2 separate regions of the Mus musculus genome follow, and region 1 is linked to region 2. Evidence: chromatin contacts called from public Hi-C data. All regions are on one chromosome and are shown on one strand. The core of a region is the stretch at or near the end of the contact, and the rest is flanking DNA. Distances in the headings are between cores, read along the strand shown.

Evidence for each region. A called contact is a pair of places that touch in the nucleus more often than the background predicts.
Region 1: a contact with region 2 is called in a Hi-C map of trophoblast stem cells, with 1.7 times the contacts expected there. The contact joins two enhancer-like sites. A contact is called at or near these places in 4 of 484 Hi-C or Micro-C datasets (the AML12 cell line, bone marrow-derived macrophages, trophoblast stem cells and 1 more), 1 of 115 datasets of contacts at active chromatin or transcription factors (embryonic basal ganglia) and 1 of 9 other capture datasets (embryonic stem cells).

The regions. Positions count from the first base shown.
Region 1 is chr9:61,573,212-61,580,533 of GRCm38.p6, forward strand. No RefSeq gene overlaps it. Among named protein-coding and RNA genes, the nearest start is that of Gm39350, 18 kb to the right of the region's middle. Within about 2 kb of position 5,355, at least 6 of the 459 cell types and tissues checked have an H3K27ac peak or open chromatin away from gene starts, as enhancers often do. A contact at or near this core is called in trophoblast stem cells, where this site is marked.
Region 2 is chr9:60,907,855-60,915,538 of GRCm38.p6, forward strand. No RefSeq gene overlaps it. Among named protein-coding and RNA genes, the nearest start is that of Gm33643, 43 kb to the left of the region's middle. Within about 2 kb of position 4,762, at least 6 of the 459 cell types and tissues checked have an H3K27ac peak or open chromatin away from gene starts, as enhancers often do. A contact at or near this core is called in trophoblast stem cells, where this site is marked.

The DNA.
Region 1 (7,322 bases), core at 4,105-6,604, 670 kb after region 2:
TTCCACAGGGAAAAGAGACAGAGATACCAAAGGCCAAGGTCATGGAATCAGAGTTTGAATTCTTGGGTGGCCTAGGCCTGGATCTCCATCTTTCTACCAGCAGAGATGGTGCAGGAGTTGGGGGCTGGGGCCTCTGCCTTTGGAGCCCTGTTTATATCAAGAGGCTTTTGAGCATCTGCCAGCCAGAGCTTCTCGTACTGACAACTGGGGGTGGAAATGACAGGTGGGATCACCTGGTAGCCTCGGGAGAGGGCAAGAAAGGCACTGGGGACAGGAGAGGACATCCGCGGAACACCCTGGCATCCCTTTCCCATACTCTTGTCCTCACGGTTGTGTGCATTTTTTCCTATGCATCCAACGCCCCGTGGGTAAACCTGTCCTCAGCTTCTTCATCTAGACCCTTTTGAGCATCAGGGCTCAGGAGGAGCACGGGCCATCACTCCCCTGCCTTATAAGGAACAATGATGCCCTCTTATCCCATTTGCCACCCTCCCAGGGCTGCCAAGATGAGGAATAGGCGTTGATTGAAGCCACAGCAAACCGGGCCAGAGCTGCCCACGGTGCAGAGAAACAGGCGCTGCTCTGAAAGCACATTCTGTTCTCTCGTCTCCTCTCTAATGAAAACCCTCCTGTAATCTGCTGGTGCCGGGCACTGGAGCATGAATTATTCAGAGAAGTCTCTGTGCTACGTTATCTCCCCTCCCCCGGGACGCCCCTACCATTGTCCGCCCTGATGGGTCATTACGCACTCTGTGAATTTAATCTTTTAGGCTATCCACCGCACAGGGGGAAAAATGTATGAATAACAATTTTCCTGTAATAACCTTCAACTAACCTTTCAACCAGACTGAGTCATTCCCGTCCTATTTTCGCATCAAGAGGAGTCAAAGGCAGGCAATTACCTCTTATCTGTTTCCAAGGCTGCCCCCGCCCCTGCTGCACCCTTAATTTTTAAAGGGGTGTTGAAGAATGTGGTAGGAGCCAGGAAATGAAGGAGGCGGGAGGGAGGGCTGCGAAGGATTGCACGGTAAGAGGCAGGCGTGGAGATGCCAAGGCCAAGTCTGAAGGAGGAGTCTTGAATCTCAGCCTTCCATTAAGGACTTGGGATGTGACCTACCCGTGTCCCATAACACTATCAGAGTTTCCTCTCACAGGCTAGGAAGGCTGGTTTTCATTTCTTACTAAGACGGGTGTCTCCCGGGCCCAGAGACTTCCACAGATCTCTTCCAGGTATGGCAAGGTATGGCAGATTCAGAATTCTGACTCCTAGCAAGAGATTTTGGTCATCATGCTGCTGACATGGGAGAGTGGGGGGGGGGGGGGGAGGCAGGTCTTCGTTCATCCACCAGAGATGCCTCATTTACCTTAAGCTCTCTGCAAGGCAAACACATGGAAGAACCTTTGGTAAGTCTCTATTCTGAGCCTGGGAAGAGCAGGTTGTCAGTAGAACAGGATAGGAAAAGAGTCGGTTCCAGTCAGTACCGCCTGGGTCAGACATCTTCGTGAAGCTTCCCCTAACCATTTCTCCTGCTGTAGTTCCCTTTTTGTTACTATGACTTGGATCAAAAGAAACTCAGAGGAGGGGAAGGTTTCTTTCAGCTTACAGGTTGCATTCCATCATGGAGGAAACTCAAGGTAGGAACCTGAGGGCAGGACTTGAGAACTTAGAGCTGAAGGAGTATAGCAGAAACCATGGAGAAGTGTTGCCTTCTCATTCATAGCTAGCCTTCTTAGACAGCCCAGGACCACCTGCCTAGGGAATGGCACCGCCCACAGTGTTGAAATACACACACACACACACACACACACACACACACACACACACACACACACCACACCACACCACACCCATGCATATAAATACCTAACAGCCAAGACAATGCATACACACAGGCCACTTTGATGAGGCTACCTCTAACCTGTTACTCCATTCTCAGGTTATTCTCAGCTAAATTGAATGAACAGTTAACGCTAGCTAGGACACGCCCCTAAGTTGAGTTCGACCTGGTTCTGAGTTCACCTGTCTGTTCCTCAGGTCCTCAGTACCCAGGGAGAATCTAATTCAAATCTTAAACAGAAGCTTCTGGTTGTTGAGACAATCAGATAAGAGTGCGAGACGTGGGTGGAGGTGAGTGTGTCAGGGATATTGTTGATGCTTATTTTGAAGGGCCTTGCAGGCGATGCGCCCAACCTTTTATTCCTGGACTGAAACTTTCAATCTGCCTTTTCTGGTTTGCCTTGCATCAATTTTTTTCTTTTAATTATCAAATAAAGAGAAACACAAGGCCAGAATGTGAAACAACTTCACCAATTTACAATCACTAGGGGACAGATTTTGGCATAGACATTTGTGTCCTGGCTCCTCCCTGATGCTCTCTAGCCATCCTATAGCTCTGGTGGCCTGATGGTATCAGGTTGGAGGGGGGTGTCCATGTCCGTCCTTAGCTTAAGCCGTGTTTGCTCAGCTGTGGTGAGTCTCTTCTGTCTGTTGACAGAAGGAGGGATGCTCAGGGTAAGAAGGACCCCAAGGTTGGTCTCTAGGCAGTGGCTGTCACTGGCTATTGTTTTTCAGACGCCAGGCAGCTGGAGCCCATGTTCCTAGCACACCTAGAGCAAACTATGGAGTTTTGAGAACTAGGGAGTCTTTCTTAGCTATTAGTGACTATAACTGGGGGCAGCTACATGGTCAGGAGCACCCTACCTACCCTAATTCAATGGCTTCTTGTTTCACTGTCTCACACCCATGGAGCATAAGGAAGGACTCATGGGCAGAGAGTAAGCAAAGTGGCCATGATTTATTAAGGAAAACTGAGATACTCCTGAGTGAGGCCGGAGAGGCTCCAAGGAAGGACTACCACCACGTGGCCCTGCCTGGTGGCCTTTCAGTGGCTCTGAGGGCAGAATCTGGATACTAGTGGAAGTTGCCTTTTCTAAAATGATCATTTTTGAGCCAGTTAGGAGTCTACATGCCAACAGTCAGAGAATCACTCCTCATTCAGAGGAGAGGCCAAATTTGCTACATTAGCAGCTCTTGACAAACCATAAGCCCCACCCTTGTTTCCTAAGAGCATCTAGATCCTGTCTCAGTAAGAACATGGCCTCCTAATGTGCCTATCTCCAATCTGTCCCCCATCCCAGCTCCACCCAGCGCCCTACAGGCTCCTGCTGTTTCCAGTCTGGAAACCCAACTCCTTCTTTGATGCTCTGAGAAGCAGCTTCCCGTGATCAACCCCCGACCTCGTTTTCAACTGCTGTGCCCCTGTCACATACTCAAACATTTAATGACAGGAGGAGGATAGCACTCTGATGCTAAGCCTCTGCCACGCAGGCAATCACTCATTGCCTGGCACAACATGGGCTCTGTGTTGCCTGATCTTGCAGGCCTTCCCTCGCTCCCCACCCCCACCCCACCAGGAAGCAAAGAAATTGTTTCTTGTGATTTAAAAAAAAATGAGTTTAGTTTTTTAATGTTGTTAGCTAATATGGAGGAAGTGTCTAAATGCTCTGAGAGAATTAAGTCAAGAATGTTAAAACTTTCCTGAGAGATGCCCAGAAGACAATACCCAGAAGTATACCATGTTCTTGGATGGGGAGGTGTGTACATCATCTGTCAGTCACTTAATTCATTGTCATGATAAGTGTCTCTGACAACAGTGACTTAAGTGTCCGGGACTTATTTTTGACTCACAGTTTTAGAGTCCAGCCCATTGCTGTGGGAGAATCATGGTAGCAGGTGTGTGAGCCAGCTGGTTAGGAAGCAGAGATAGATAAATTTTTGTAGCTTCTCTTTTTTCTTCTCAGACTAGGACCCCAGTCCGTTGACTACTCATGTAACCCAATCTAGAAACTTCCTGACAGACATTCTCAGAAACTCTAAGCACATCTAAGCCTATGAACTGACAGTGATTATATGGATGGGATTTTTTTTCATATATTATTTTGTCACAAGAGGGCTTGGATGCCACAGCAACACGTGGAAGTCAGAGAACAATTTGTAGGAGTCAATTCTACCATGTGGATTCAAGAGAGACGACTCGGGTCAACAGGTTTGGTAGGCAGCACCTTTAGCTGCTGAGTTATCTCACTGGATCCATGATGACAATTTTAAGGGCAGTCCCCATTCTATCTTTTCTCTCACTTGGGATCTGACAGTGACACACATGTGTGCGAGAGAAAAGGGAGAGAATTCAAGATGGTGGCAGAGGACAACAAGGACAAACCCAGGAGGCTGTTGTTGGGACTCAAGGTTTAAGACTTGTGACTGATCGGCTGATGTGAAGTCTGCTTGGATACCTGGATAGAAGTCGCTTACAGGCTCTGTGTGTAGGAAGTAGATCCCTAGGGCCGACCTTTCCTGGTCATGTTCAAGGAGGTTCTGGGTCCCAGTGGATTTCCCCCTAGCTGTCATTACAACTTGTACTGGCTGAGTTTGTGTGTCAATTTGATGCCAGCCAGAGCCATCAGAGAGGAAGGAGCCTCATTTGAGGAAATGCCTCCATAAGACCCCGCACTAAGACATTTTTTTTCAATTAGTGATTAACCACTTAGCTCGTTGTGGGTGGTACCATCCCTGGCCTGGTGGTTCTAGCTTCTATAAGAAAGCAGACTGAGCAAGGCATAGGGAGCAAGCTAGTAACCAGCATCCCTCCATGGTCTCTGTATTAGCTTTTGCCTCTTGGATCCTGCCGTTTGACTTCCTTGGATAATGAATAGCAGTATAGGAGTGTTAGCCAAATAAACCCTTCCCTCCCAACTCGCTTTTTAGACATGGTATTTCATCGCAGCAATAAAAAACCTAGCTGAGACATAGCTAGAGTGGTCTCAGCCTTAACCCTGCTGTCTCCAGTGGATAAGCCTCAGGGCATCATCAGCCTTACAAGTCTGGAGAATTCGCCCTGAAGTCTGGCACAGATTCTTAGGGAGGGACACCCAGCAAGGTGAGGAGGAAGCGCTCTCAGCTGCTGTGTGTGTTCACTCAGATGGTCTGTGTTTGAGTGCACAGAAAATAACAAAATGTACTGAAGAGCCAACACACGAACTAGGAAGCCACACCACACAACAGCTCTTACCTTTCCCCAGAGAAATCAGGTTGTAAATATGTAGCTGTGTTCTTCCTCCCACCCTGTGGGTGTGGAAGTGTTACATTTTAATGCCTCAATCTGGGCATTTTGGTTTAGAAAAAGAACTGTAACGCTGATGGCCAAATCTCCCTCCACACAGTCTCAGAGAACTTAAGTTCATGTTTAAATTTTCTGCACTGCAGTTAAATACACGGTGCCCAGGAGCAGATGTTCCAGGCAGACACATCCCTAGCTCCACTCTGAAAGAAAACAGAGACACAAACACCACCCCCGTTTCATTGCATCCAATGTATGTATAGCTACAGCACAGACGATCTCCCCTGCTCTTTCCACAGCCAGGATGTCATGAGCACGTGGACCACGCCACAGTGCAGATGGCTAACAGGTGAGGCTAGGGAAATGAGCAAGCAGAGGACAATAATGAAGAGGTGGCAGAGAAGGGCCCGCCATTCCTATAACCTTGCCCACACCCTCCTTTCCTGAGTTCCAGCAAGAGCAAGGACATCAATCACTGTAACAATATTCAATTCCTAGTATTTTACATTTCCAAGGCTCGGCTCTGGTGGGACAGATGAGGGGACCTAGCTGTCCTCTTGAGCTCCTGAGGTAGTCATTCTTGAGAAAGGCCAAATATACTCTCTATTGCCCAGTGGTTATGAAACCTACTAGTCCTGCATCCCTGCAAGATTCCCAGGTTCTCTGGAAACATTCAATTCTGTACATCTGCCCCACCCCTTTTTCTGATCTGAAAGATTCAACAGGGATTGCCTCCCAGATCAAGGTCACACACGATTCACTGAGGATGACCTTGCAGTCACACAACGAGACAGAGGCAGAAAATCAAGTAACCTTCTACTGCTCCTACTGTGGAGAGGCCCAGGATCACTCAGGGGACAGGATGGCTGGCCCCGGGGGACAGGCAGGTCTACCTCACTCACAGTAGACCCGAAACCCTTGAAGTGGGGAGGAAAGGTTGCTGTGAGACACTGACATCTCCCAAAGATACCTTAGGCAGAGCCTGTGTCCCTGGGACCAATAAAAATTCCAATGGGCTCTGTGCTTTGGCCCCAAGCCTGCCTAGCCTTCTAGCCCTGCACAAACGTGTGTTGTGAAATTCCGGATTAGTGCAGCAATGGGTTTAGAGGCCCTATCTTTCTTGGGGAGGAGTAAAATAGTATTCTAATATTGGTTAAATCCTTCTAAATGCAAAGTGGTTTAACAGATTAGCTTAAAATCATCGGGAAGGCTGTGCGGAAGTAGGCCACGGGAAAGGTAAGTTTGGCTTCAAAGCAGAGCCGAGAGAAGTGAAACCACCTGAAATCCAATTTGAGAAAATCTTATTTAAATGTGTTTCTGGGGGAAGAAACGTTCTGCGTATTGTGAGAGTTTGTGCACCAGGAACTCGAAGGCCAATCAAGCCATAAGAGGCTCTTTGTTCAAGGACTCATGTTTGACTCAGCATGGCGCAGCCAGATGTGTGTTGGGAAACCTGTTAGCAGAGTTGCTTTGTTAAGGGGCTTAGTATATAGCCCAAGCTGGCCTTGAACTCATAATCTTCAAGCTGCCTTAGCTTCTTGAGTTCTGGGATTATAGGCACACACCATCACGCCAGGAAATTCTTGCTTTCTTTAAGGAAACATCATTCATATGTCCTCTAGGGAGAGTCTAATGTAAGAAGACGCCCCTGCTCCATCAAAGGCTGTGGGAAGTGAAGACCCAGCATGCAAGATTTGAGGGCTGGATCTCATTCGTTTCTGTCACAATGCCTAGCTCAGGGCTGTCACCTGAAGTAAGTATCCACTGAATAAAAGTGGACATCTCTGGGCTGGAGGGACAGAGCAGTCAGAAGCGTTTATCTCACAACCACGAGGACAAGAGATTGAGCCCCAGACACCATATAAAAAACTGGGCATGGTGGTGTGTGACCCCAGTGCTTGGGGAGGCAGAACCAGGCAGACCCTTGGGCTCTCTGACCAAGCAATCTAACCTCATCCGCAGGTTCCACAGACATAGAGTTTGTGAGGAATGACATTTGAGGCTGACCTCCAACCTTCACCCAGCCACCCACACATACACATACACACACATGCACACAGACACACATAGAGACACATACATGCACACACATGCACACAGACACACATAGAGACACATACATGCACACACATGCACACAGACACACACAGACACACACACACACACACACACAGACACACACACACACACTGGACATCTCATTCT
Region 2 (7,684 bases), core at 3,512-6,011:
GTAAGGAAAAACATAGGAACTATATATCTCTATCTCTATCTCTATCTATTTATCAATATAGATATTTTTAAAAGTAAGAAGTAATCTACCCTCATTTGTAAGTAACATGATTGTTTATACAAAACATTTCAGAGAATCTCCAGAACTACTAGAATTAAAAAGTAAACCTAGTAGTTAGGTGTGGTGGGGCATAACTACAAAATCCCAGTCCTCAGGGGGCGGAGGCAGGAATGTCAGGAGTTCAAGTTCTTCGGCTACATGACCAAGTCAAGGCCATCCTGGGCTCCATGCGATACTGTCTTACAAATCAAAACAGTGAATTTAGCCAAGCTGCAGATACAAGTATAGTATAAATTGATTGTAAATGTATATGTTAGAACCAAACAATTGGAAAGAGAAATTAAAAGATGTATTTTATACAACATCAGAAAACATGGACATACACAGAACATTGCCAACAGAAATGAAAGGTTTAAATACAAATAGATGTAGACCATATTTGTGTATCATGGAACTCAGTATTGCCACATGTCAGCTCTTTCCAAGTAGATTTGATGAAATTTATAAATTAACAAAAATCTTAGCAGAGGTTTTGAAAACAGAAATTGGCAAGGTAATTTGTAAAAACAAAACAAAACAAACAAAAAAAAAAACCAACTGAAATTGAAAAAAAAAAAAAGAATTAGGAAGACAAATACAATTTTGAGAATTTTGAGAAAAAAAATAGAAAGGGAAAAGATAAGGCCTGTGGCTATGATAAAACACTGTGGCCAAAAGCAAAAGGGAGGGAAGAGTTATTTCAGCTTACACTTCCAGGTCAGTCTGTCAGTAAGAAAAGGCAGGGCAGGACCTGAAGCAGAGACAATGGAGAGATGCTGCTCACTGTACATATGCCAACACACACTGAACTAGACACAACTGATGAAAGTGGGTTCTTATATTCAAAATATGTTCCATGGTATTGAATTATGTAATGCTATGTTAAAGTCAGTGAGGAATAAAAACAAACCAAACAAGGTCCTAATGGAAAAAATGCACAGGCTAGACACTTAAAGAGAGACTGATAAATAATTACAGATGTGTCCAAATGCATTGTCAGGGTGTCAGGGAAAGTAACTTTAGACACAAATGGGTGCTCCCTATACATCCCTCGGGGTGCCTGAAATGCAAAGATTGCATGCAAACACCAGTTCTAAGTGTAAAATAGCAAAACAATCAGTTTTGATTTCTGTCTCCTAAACTGTAAGACCCTCACGCCATGACTCAGCCATGACTCAGCTCTTCTCGTTAGGTGTGCATTCAACAGAAGTATGCAGGTGCGCTAAGAGGCAGATGCAAGAATGCTTACAGCAGCGTTATTCAAATAGTCTCAGTGGACAGCCCAACTGTTTATCAACAACAGAATGCAAAAAAAATTAAGTGTGAGTTCTTCATACAAAGAAACGCTCAGCAGAGGAAATGAGTAAGCCCACAGCTTCTCCTAACAACGTGGATAAAGCTTGCAAAGAGAATGTTGGGTAAACAAAACAAGACAAAAAAACCAAAACAAAACAAAACAGACCAATTTTACTCGTTTCAAAGACAGTAGATGCACAACCAGACTGCTTTGTTTAAAGATTCGAGTCTGGCTGATAACAACACTGTGGAGGAAGGGAAGAGAGCGGTAACCATAGATATCCAGGTAGTTGTGTTCTATGAGGGAAATGGAGCCTGATGGGGAAGGCCCAAGCGAGGGGATGAGCCCTGCAGTCATGAGGGAAGCTGGGAAAGAATAAGCCTGGGAAAGGTGTTTCCCAATAAATAAATGCATTATTTATTTATATAATCTATAAATAATGTATCATAAGTATATAATAATATAAATAAATAATAACTATAAACAGCAAGCAAACAAATAAATAAAACAGAGAGAAGCTTTGGAGAAACTTCCTCCAAGACTGTTAGGGTACAGTGGACCCTTCAGAGCTTCCTGGGAGATCTGGTACCCAGACACTGGTGCTGCTGGGCAGGACAGTGGGGGCTGCTGGGGGAGTATATTAGTAACTTTACTGTTGCTGTGATGAAACTCCATGACATGACAACTTATAGAAGAGTTTATTTGGTCTTATGGTTCCATAAGGTTAGAGTCCATGATAACAGATTGAAGGCAGCAAGTGACAGGCATGACATCTGGACTAGAAGTTAAGGTCTCACATCTTGGACTACAAGCACAGAGAGAAAGAGAGACCCTGCCTCTAAGTGACACATTTCTTCCAACAAGACCACACTTCCTAAACCCATCCAAACAGCACCATCAGCTGGTGACCAAGCATTCAAATGCCCATGACTATGAAGGTATTCCTTCTTCTTCTTTTTTTTTTTTCATTCAAACCATCACATGGGAGGGAGGAAGTCAGTAGAAGGGTCTGCCTGCCTGAGTGAGTGCATAGCTGAGTGTCCAGCTGTGAGCTGGGGTCACTGCGGAGTCAGTATGGAGTATATTAGAAGGAAGAGCTGGCGGTAGGACATAGAAGAACAAGGACCAGTCCCCTGGTCCAGGGTCTGTCTGTGCTACGTGACATTTTCTGAGGAGACATGAATAAGTGTTTGTTAATTATAAATAGGGCACTAATGTCAGACTAAGAAAACTATCTTACCCAAGTAAAATCTTAAACCAATAAGTTTACTGGTCTTACTTACAGAAACACAGAAAGGAATTGTTGAGAAAGCTCTGAGCTTGGTGCAAAATGTCAGACTCGCTTTGTCAGAGAGATTTCTATTCTCTACCCGCAGGGTCCTGGATGCCACACCCTTTACCTGAGCAATGTCACTTAGCCCTTAGGGAAATTACAGGTCCAACTCCCTTTCTTCTTATAAGAAACTGTTTCAGCAAACACCTGGGATACTTGGAATGCCTCCCCATGCTAATGAGCTATCTCAATACCTTAGCCTTCGGCCAATGACCTTTTCCTCGGATAACCCTATCCCCTCCCCAGAGTTTTATATAAACATTGTTAACCCTGAATAAAATTGATCTGCCTCCTGGAAGCTGATCCCGGAGTGTCACCATTTCCATTCCTAATAGAGAGGCTTCTGAACTCACTGTTGTAGCTTTTGCTCCATTTGCCATCATGGACTGATATCAGCCAATCCCTGATCCCTGGAGGCAGGGAGGCTCACAGGGATGACTTATAAGAGCCTGGGTGAGCTGTAGCACTGGAAGCTCACCCTATCCCTAGAACTCTCTACCCATTTGCTGACCAGCCAGCGTCTCCTCTCCCCACCAATATTACTACTTATGCAGCCTTGGGGCTTGTGAATCTTGCATGTTTCAGGAGCTTCCTGGGCTCTGTCAGTTGTGTCTACTTCCTAAGCCTTAAAAGCTTTCTTCTTCTCTCCAGGTAAGAATATTTTAATTGACAGGAAATAATTATACAACACTCTATCCCTTCCTCTGGCTCTTAAATCCCTCCCTATTTCTTCGCTGTTCCCTAAGCTTTGGCATGGAAATTTAGAAGATATCTGGTTTTGTTTTGTTTTGTTTTTTCCCATCTATGGCTTGGCCATTTATATATCTCAGCAGCAATCCCCTCCATACTCCCAACACACTACAAAAAGAAGTTTTCCTTCATGACTGACTAAAGCTAATGGCAGAAATCTATAGATATCAGTGCAAATGTTTAGAAAGCAATTTGATAGGCACATCACATCCATTTAACAAAATACTAGTACTGCTTTTAACTAGGGCCTATGACCTCCCAAGCCATAGACTTCTGTCTTGGCTTACCATGTTAGACATGAGGTACTGTCCATTAAATGAGCCTTAGATATAATCAGAGAGTAGCTGGTTCTGCCCATAGCAGTTATACCACTGTTGTTCCAGAGGCCACATCTTACCCAGCATGTTGGTACTGTAGCACTCAGAGTCCTCAGTAGAGCAGGACTATCTGTGACAACTTCCCCCTAACAGCATGAGTATTGCTGTTATGCCATATGCTATGTATGCCAACCATATGAGAGGGAGCTGCCCCCTGAGACTCAGGCGAATTTCTCCATGTCCTACAGCCAAAGTATGCAGTGTTTTTAGCAGTAGAGTCTTGCCATCTAGTTCTGGCATCAGCTAACAGTAGTAACAATAGACTTATGGACTATGCAACCCTACCAAAAAACTCAGAGAGAGGTAGGCCATCTTGGCCTGGGGATTTTTACCCATTACATTGCATCCTGGGAGTGTCTTTTCCCCACACTCAGGACACCTCATTCAAACTCCTTAATTGCTATTTTTACTGTCCTTCCAGATGTTCTTATAGAAGAAGTCTGTAAGACACCCAAGAGTTAGTGTTATATAATGAAAATGTTGTAAAGAGGGCAGGCAGGATCTCTGAGAGCCCACTGTCATTCATTCTAAGTGCCTGTTAGCCTTGGGTGGCTAAGAGAATACTAAAATAGAAACATTAGCAAGGCCCAGAACAGCAAGGAACAATCCTATCAGCTGGATCGATTGCTTCATCAAAAGAGCACTGTTGAGTACAGAGGTGTTGAAATGTCTCTCATAGACTCCTGTGTTTAAATGCATGGTTCCCAGCTGGTGGCACAGTGTTTTGGAAAGATGTGGAATCTTTAGGATGTGGAGCCTCCTAGAGAAAGTGGGTGACTAGAGGTGGGCCTTGAGCCTTTAGCCCTTGGCCCTATTTCCTGTCTGCTCTCTGCTTCCTGAGTGCAGGGACTGGTTGTCCCTGTATTGAGATGAATCATACAGCCTTTGGCTCAATGGGAGGTGAGTAGCTATCTTCTTTAGTTTCTCTGCTTCCTGCTACTCAGGCTGATCCCATCCACACTCACGCCTCATGACCTCCTGAGCAGATCTGTGAGAGGTTCTTTAGCTGCTTATTTTAAAATTTTCCTAACTTAAGCAGATAAGATGCATCGTGAACTCAGATTATCATAGTTTCCTGAACTGGGCCATTAGCAAGGCCCCTGACTATATGTGGAATTGTGGATTTTTCCCTTCCTAGGAGGGGTATCTTCTCTGCCTTCTATCTTGCTCTCTCTTTTTATTGTCTTTCTTCCCAAGGGATTCAAGTTTCTGGATCCCAGGAGGGACTCTGCAGTACAGATCTAAGCTGTACTCTCCCTCAGAACCAGCCATCTGTACACAGCAGCAAGCCAACGCCTTTAACTCATCTTCCGTTTTCTACCTTCCTTGCCAAATCAGAGGCTAATGGAGAAGACAGTAACTGCATGCATTTCCCCATTCAACTCCCTCCCCGACATGGGCAAGTTCTTTCTGGGCAGTCACCTCAGTCTCTGCTTCATGTCTCATTGCCCACAGCAAAGGCTATGCAAAAGCTGCTAGAGCCTCACTATCTAGCTCCAATGCTTACTATCAGGAATGGCCATGATCTGAGTCTACCAGCCACTTTGGGGGATAACCATACTTGAGAGGTGAACTCTATTTATTAAGGAGGCACATTGCCCCATACATCTCTGAATAGTCAGTGAAGACAAATAATCCTGGATTTCCCTCCCATGGATTATCCATCAGATGGCTTGGGCTTGGTTACATGTCTTACCACCCATTGCAAAGACCATGCCACCAATCACTGCAGTTAGGAGGCAGCTGGGGGAGGTAAGGTTTTATTTCAGCGTATCTTTCCAGGTCACAGTCCATCATCAAGGGAAGTCAGGGCAAAAACTTCAGGAAGGCAGGAACTTCAGGAGAGACCACGGAGGAATGCTGCTAGGTGGCTGGCTCCTCATGGATTGCTCAGCTTGTTTCTTATACACCAGGACCAACTAGGGGCGGCATCATCCACATTGGGCTGGATCCTTCCACATCAATCATTAATCAAGAAAACGCCAGAGAGACTTGCCTACAAGCAATCTGATGGAGGCGTTTTCTCAATTGACATTCCTCTTCCCAGAGCAACCTCTGGGTGAGCCAAAGGGAGCTGCAGTCATGGGAAAGCCCATTCCTGCATGAGATGACTCACAAGCTTCATCCTTGAAGCTCCCTTAACAGCTTGCAGCCAAGTCAGATGCCTGGCCAGAGGTTGTGATTACTGCCTCCACATCCTTAGGGAAAGGCCTTGCAAGTCTTATAAGTTTCTGGTGCTTCCTGAGCCTTGTAAGTTTTATTATTTCCCAACACTCCCACCCTCTTCCTTCTCTATCCCAGAGCAATAGCTACACAACACACTCACTATGGATGCTATTTTACTTTGGCTTTCCAAAGACTGCTCAGGGAGGGAAAAAGAGACAGCAGGGATGGGGTAAGAGAGGGCAAATCTCTTGGAGTTATCCTCGGGGTAATTCAGGGATTCTCAAAGACCAGTCGCAGCTTAAAAAGTTGTGACTGAGTCTAAAACCGTAGTCAGTGGGGTAGATAATCATGAGGGGAAAGATAATACTAGACATACCCAGGATATAAAGGGATTTCTGACTGTGTCCTAGTTCCTGGCCTGTGTAGTGGCTGCATGGATATTTACTCTGTAGCTACCTGTCTTCACTCTGTGAACTGAGTGCATCAATATATGATGCAGAGTATCAACTACCATAGAGTCATGGTATGATGTAAGATTTCAAGGCCACATTTTAAATAAAATAAACATGGAAATCAAAGCACATGTGTGTAAGATCTCTTTTTCTCTTTCTCCCTTTATCTTTTTTTTTTTCTGATAGATTAGAGGCAGTGTGGAGTGTGTGTGACTGCATGCACATCTGGAAGCCGGAGGTGGGTGTCAGGTGTCCTGTATTTCTCTTATGTTTTGAGGCAGGATCACTCACTGACCCAGGAGTTCACCAGTTTAGTGAAACTGGTTGGCCATGGAACTCAAAAGTCCTGCCTCTCTGGGAGTCTCCAGCTCTGGAGTCAGAGTGCATGCCGCCACACCCAGCTTTGCACATGAATTCTGGGGATTTGAACTTGGGTCCTGATGCTTATGCAGCTAGCACTTTACCTGCCGACCCATCAGAAGCAGCCAGGCCATACCATTGCTGATTCCTTCTAGGAACGAGATGACAGAAAAGATGCAGGGAAGGCTCCCCCACACCAGCTGTTTTTACATTTTAAAACTTAAGCTCTTCAGGTAACAGGAAATTGTCTAAGAGCTGTAGTGTGTGTGTAATGTCAACAGTGGGCTTGGGTGAAAGGAAAAGCCTGATGCAGACATCACTTGGGTAAACCAAACAGTGTTTGCTTAGCTAGAGTAAGCAGAGGAAGCTATGAAGTGAGGATGTGGGACAGAGACGAGCATCGTTATCTGAGACAGGCAGCATCGCACACTTAATGAATGGCAAAGTCTCAGCCAGGGTCTCCTCAGACCTTTGTGAGGCTCCGCAGAGGAGCCCCCATCTGTGCCAGCTTAGATGCTGAAGGTGACTGTAGTCCTGCCTTTGACTGCATGTCCTTAGCTCATCAAGGCAGACCATTCCAGGTTTGAACTATGAGCAGTTCTGTAGTAGGTTGATGAGTTGATTTATCCAGGGCTCCTCACCTGAGCCAGGTATCTCTCATCAGTCTGAGGACTCAGATGAAAGCCTAGGGCTATAGTGTCATCCAGTCTACTTACTGCAAAACAGTGTTCTTCCAATACTTCCTTTCACACCCTCCAAGTCAGAGCAGCCCAGTTTCCACACCTGGTTCAGCCCAGCACAGCCATGGGCTAGAACAAAGTTAGTCACCCAGCTATCTCTAGAATCATGC